2 separate regions of the Mus musculus genome follow, and region 2 is linked to region 1. Evidence: chromatin contacts called from public Micro-C data. All regions are on one chromosome and are shown on one strand. The core of a region is the stretch at or near the end of the contact, and the rest is flanking DNA. Distances in the headings are between cores, read along the strand shown.

The links. Hi-C and Micro-C count contacts between places; a contact is called where the count stands out from the background.
Region 2: a contact with region 1 is called in a Micro-C map of embryonic stem cells, with 3 times the contacts expected there. The contact joins the enhancer-like site here to the promoter of Fbxl17 in region 1. A contact is called at or near these places in 6 of 484 Hi-C or Micro-C datasets (LSK cells, embryonic stem cells, olfactory sensory neurons and 1 more) and 2 of 9 other capture datasets (adipose tissue and liver).

Annotation. Positions count from the first base shown.
Region 1 is chr17:63,499,263-63,501,993 of GRCm38.p6, forward strand. It overlaps Fbxl17 (F-box and leucine-rich repeat protein 17), which reads right to left and starts at 1,318. Exons shown (of 9, transcript NM_015794.1): 1 at 1-1,318. The coding sequence starts at 755.
Region 2 is chr17:63,848,201-63,851,140 of GRCm38.p6, forward strand. No RefSeq gene overlaps it. Among named protein-coding and RNA genes, the nearest start is that of Fer, 14 kb to the right of the region's middle. Within about 2 kb of position 1,556, at least 303 of the 459 cell types and tissues checked have an H3K27ac peak or open chromatin away from gene starts, as enhancers often do. A contact at or near this core is called in adipose tissue, embryonic stem cells, liver and 1 more, where this site is marked.

The sequences.
Region 1 (2,731 bases), core at 68-2,567:
TGCTCCGGGGCCTGGCAGCAGCCGGCATCGGGCGGCCGCGGCGGCGAGGCACCTCCTCCCGCGGGCCCTCCCCCGCCGCCGCCGCCCCCGCCGCAGCCCCCGCAGCCGCAACGGGGCTGCTTGCAGGGGGTGCAGGCGGGGACCCCGGCCCCTTTCCGCTTGCAAACCATCTCGAGGGCCGTGGCGGGCTCGGCCTGCGGCGGCGGCGCCGGCGGTGCCCGGAAGAGCTGCACGGCGGCCAGCGGTCCCAGGAAGCGCACGGGCCCCACGCCGGCCAGGAAGAGGCTCCGGCCCTGCTGCTCCCAGGCGGCGGCGGCGGCCAGCCCCAGCTCCTTGCAGCAGGACGCGGGCGACGAGGCAGCGGCGGCGGCGGCGGCGGCCGAGGACAGCAGGAAGCGGCGTGCGGCGGCGGCGCAGTCCTCGGCGGCCAGGGCCGCGTAGCGCCGCGCCAAGTGCTGCGAGGAGACGGCGGCGTAGGCCCCGTCCCGCGGCGGCGGCGGCGGTGGCGAGAGCGGCGGCTCCTCCTCTAGGCCGGCGGAGGCGGGCGCGCCGGGGCTGTGCACGATGAAGCAGAGCATGCAGGGCCCGCGGAAGAAGCAGTCCCGGCTCCGGGGCGCCGCGGGCTGCGGGGACGCCTTGGCCAGAGCCCGGCGGGGCAGTCTGAGGAGAGGGCGCCGGCGGCGACACCAGCTGCAGCAGCGAGGCCTCTTCTGGCTCGGGCGGTTACGCGGCTCCTTCGAGAGAAGGTGGCCCATATAGAAGGCCCCGAGGAGGGCGACCGGGACGGGGCGGGAGAGGGAGGCCCGAGGGGCGGGCTCCGGCGGCGGGGCAGGCCGCTGGCTGGGTCGCCCGCGCCGCGCACCCGGCACACGCGACGGCGGGGGTGGGCGTCAGCTGCGGGCCGCCCGGGTGCCCGACGCGGGCTACATGCTTTGCCCCCCGGGGAGCCGGGAGGAGGACGGGCGCGAGCTGTGGGGACGCGAGGGAGGGAAGCGAGTCTGCCGGCCAGGCCAGCCGGTTCAGTCAGTCAGCGCCGCGGCGGGGGCAGCGCGGGCCCGACTCGGACCATTTTAACTGCGGCTGGGCCGGCGGCGCGCGAGCCCGCGACACGGCCCGTCGCCGCGGGAGCGCGCCGCCCGCTCCGGGAGGGGGCGGAGCCGCCCGCGGGGGCGCGCGGGTCTCACCCAGGGGCGGGAGCGCCGCCGGGGGAGAAGCGGGGACCTCGGGGCTGCGCGCTGACGGGGCCGCGCACTCCCTCCGGCTGCACACGGAGGTGGCCTGGACGCCTCCGGGCTCACGCCCCTCTCCCGAAGCGGATGGAGACGCTTCCGAGCCAGCTGGGTGACATCCGTTTCCACGGCCGCGCTGACGTCTGGAGGTGTAAGTTCAAGAGCTGCCATTGGCCAGGCTCAGCTTGGCTCTTCCCCTTCACTTCCCACCCCACCATCGCCCTGACTCGGAAACTGAGGCCAATTGAGAACGGAAGAACCAGTTCCACCTGAGAGGCCTGAGCCCTTGGGTGATGGGTGACAGTCCAGTAAGGATCCGTTAGCTAGGTGACTACACTGATTCTACTCCTGTGTCTAGGCACCTGTTGCATACTGCTGCCTTTGCACACAATTGCGGGCTGAAAACATGTATCACGCTGAAAACAGGTATACACGCTGGAAAAAACACTCCAACATTCCAGGCTCCAAGCTCAATGTTACTGTTGTTTGACACCTTGAAATCCAGTCTGTCCACTCTGTGAATATTAGTGTGGTGCCCTTAGGACAGACTTTGGTGGCTAAGGTGGGGAACTAAAACATGCAAGTTGATCAGACTTCAGAAGTCTTAAGTTACAGTGATGACACAGGTTCTCGGATGGGGAGAGGTCAGCTTTCACAGGGGAGAAGGTAGGGAAAGTTAGTTGTCTTAGTCTCTTCTGCTGCTATAACAATGCTACATACAACAGTAAACTATGAAGAAGTTTATCTCGCTCTGGAGGCTTTGGAAAGTAGAATAACATGCAGTGTCAGCTAAGTGGCAGGGTAAAAGCGCCGGAAACTGTCTATCATTTTTTATCGGGAACCTACTCTTGTGGTAACAATTTGTTCCTGGAGGGCGGAACTCTAGTGTCCTCATCACCTCTTAAAGGACCCCCTTAGGAATGTTGCATGCATACTGTTAACAGTAGCAAATTTCAGGGTAAGTTTTGGAGGGAACTTTGAAACCATGCTAAGAGTCCAAAGCAGTGGATCAGGCAGTGGAGAGGACTTTAGAAAAAGTGTCAGTGGGGGGAGTGGCAGAAAAGAAACAAAGGCTGCGAAGAAATGAGGTGATTTGTTTCTGGCAGTTTCTACTCTTCATTAAAAGAAGCCCCACCCCTCCCTGCTGAAGAATATACTCCCTGGGTATATTCAAAAGCTACCGGGGAGAGAGTTGAGGATATCAGAATTTCAAAAACCAATGGGAAAAAGATTTGTCCAGATATTCACATATTTGTTACTCTCAAATGTGCTGTCTGAACTCCTTCACCTACGGATATCCCCCACATGCCCATGGTTCTTCTGCCTGTAATCGAGGAAAGGGTCTTCCAGGCTCTCAGAGCTCCATTCGTGAATCGTCAAGTTATGGCCATCTCGGCTTGGCTCTTTTCTAGAGCAAATGAAGCTAAAATTGTGCAGAAAGTACAGCCCTGTCAGTTTCTTGTAAGTCAAGCATTCGTCTACCCTTTGGCACATAAAGACCC
Region 2 (2,940 bases), core at 306-2,805, 350 kb after region 1:
GTAGTCAGGGGCAAAGGAAAATTAAGATTAAAATATGGCAGAACATGGAGGTACCTTTGGGAGGGCAGCACACATGGTAGCCAGCGCTTTGGAACTAGAGGCAGAAACATCAGGAGTTCGAGGCCAACTTGAGCTACAAGAGATGCTGTCTCAAAAAGATGCAAAGTTTTAAAATTTTTTAAAAATGTTTATAAAATCTACTTTAAGTCAGGAAAGTAGGAGATAGAACAAGAGTGATTCAGCCTTCATCCATCTGCCATCCGATGGTTCTCCAATGCCTTCTGGGCAGGTAGAGATGAGAACATAGGAACAGGGAAAAAGTCTCAAATGAAAGCAAAGGGCAAAGATTCTTGTAACTCACAATCCTATCTTTACTTAAATTGCAAATGTTTATAATAACAGTATTACTCAGTTGTGCTTACAGGGAGTGGTTAAAGAATAAACACATTCTACAATTATGAAGATAATTAGGATATCACGAATCCATGTGCTAAATAAAAACCAAAGTTGCTTCATAATGTGCAATGTTTTTCAGCTGCTTGTCGATTGACATGAATAATATAGGCGTCCCAAAGGAGATGGCGCAATGAACGCAGAGAAGGCTGCATCAGGTGGGGAGGCAGAATTCGTAAGGAACCTTGGTCTCCTAGGGATCATTCCACACAAATTAGCCACGTGCACTTTACGTTGGAAGCAATGAGAGACGGCAGACAATGGTACTTTACTATAGGGTTTCAGATATCCGTTTTGATCACGTTAGGGACTCTCCTACATATTGCTTAACACAGCGAAGGAGGATTGGTTGCCACTGTCCACAGACTGGAGTCTCACTGTATTTACTAATACACCTTCCCGCTTGAGTTCTCATACTTGTTATTTCTCATTGGTTTCGTCGTATCACAGCTGAAATTATATTTTGGGGAAGCTTTTATTTTATTTTATTTTTTCACTTTCTACTCTCTATCCTCTTTCTTTAAGGGTCTCCCTGTTTTAAGCACTTGACCTTGTGATTAAAAATACTGCTTTTGTAGTTGTTTAGAGTCCATTTGCTCTTTCGAACTCCAACCAGCATTTCATCCTCCACTGAGGAAGTCAGTGACCGCCTCCGGAGTTGGATGATGCAGGGGTGAGTGTTTATCTCCTGAGCCTGCAAGTATTATCGATAAATTCCAGTTTAACAATGTCAGGCTCAAAACCAAGTTCCTGGTATTCTCATTCATTTTCTCAATTCTGGCAATACTTTGGGAAATACTCATCACTGATACTGCAGACTGGAAAATTAAGGCAAATGTCTGACGGCCCCTCCAGACGCAGTTCTGGGTCAGGGAGCCAGCCCTGTCCCTTTCCCATTGCCGCGGGCTCAGCTCGGTGCAGAATGAATCTGGTTTCTGCAGGGGAAAAGGACACTCCGGGCCGGGGTGCGGCTAGCACTGTGCGGGCGTGGACAGCACTGTGTCCACGCGTTAGAATCCCGGTCCGGGTGTGGAGACTCCCGACCCACCAGCCGAGTCAGGGCACTGAGCATGCTTGGACCAGGCCACGGAGATGCTCCGCCCATTTCCGCACCACGCTATGGCCGCTCTAGGACGCTAAAGGGTTTCTGCTCTCGCTGCTTAGGGCTGGGCCGGCCTCTTTGGGCGGGGTCTGGCCTGGGTCTGTGCGATGCCTTAGACAGTCTTGGTCCTGGGATCTGGTGTGGTGCAGCAGAACACCCTGTCTTGAGATCTTGTTCCTGTACTGGCTACCCCTGCTAAGTGTTGACTTCTAAAAAATAAAATAAAATCTCAGAGAACTTGATCAGTTGTGTCCCTAAAATTCTACCTTTTGCTGCATGGGAAAAACAAAACACACACACACACACACACACACACACACACACACACACACACACACCCCTCTTATTATTTTCAACTGATTTCTTGTATGCCTTGATTTCGGGCTCAGACTCTCGCTGTAGCCGCCTTCATATAGAGAGAGATGTGAAAGCTGCACCTAACCACAGTTTCCTAAGTCGTGGGTAGGGTGTGGGATTGGGGCTTCCGTTTTACCTCTATAGAAACCCAACAGGCTTTCGAGGAGGTAAACATTAGCTCTACTGCCTGCCCAATGGCCTCCTCCGTTAATTCAGAGCTTTATAATTGCATGGCTACGGAAAAGACTGGGGGTGGGGTCAGCATTACAAACTTTAAAGACAGTGCTATTGAACCTGTAGCGTCACCACCAGAGCCTCAAGTATGGTCCAGCCACTCGTCCTCAATAAGCTAATTAAAAGAGCCAAAATAAAAGTGGAAGGCAGGGAAAAAAAAAAAAAAAAAAGATGTATTCAACATGGCCACATTGGGAAGAGGGAAAGAGATCCAGAGAGTTTACCAAGTCCACTTTTGGTCCACCTAGCTTACCAGGTCACAGCGTGACTTCCCACACAATTGAGCTGTCAGTGCTTGAGCTTCAGGCCTATCCTGTAAGGTGGTAGGACAAGTTAATGGAACTGTGTAAAATCAGGTTTCCCTTCTGGCTGGTGCCTTTCCCTTCTTCCAATATGAGATTCCTAGGGAAAAGCCTCTTCTATGCATAGGGATGGTCTATCACTTGATCAGTCAGATAGACTGAAAGACATGATTATTTCTTCAGAACACTGTCTTAGTTAGGATTTCTATTGCTGTGAAGAGACACCATGACCACAGCAACTCAACTCTTAAGAAGGAAAACATTTAACTGGAGCTGGCTTACAGTTCAGAGGTTGAGTTCATTATCGTGGTAGTAGGAAGCACGGTGGCACACAGGTAGCAAGGGATCTGGAAAAGGAGCCAAGAGTTCTACATCCGAAATCCACAGGCAGCGGCGATCCAGAGAGACACTGGGCCTGGCTTGAGCATTTGAAACCTCAAAACCCAGCCCCAGTGACTCACTTCTTTCAACAAGGCCACAATCCCTTATAGC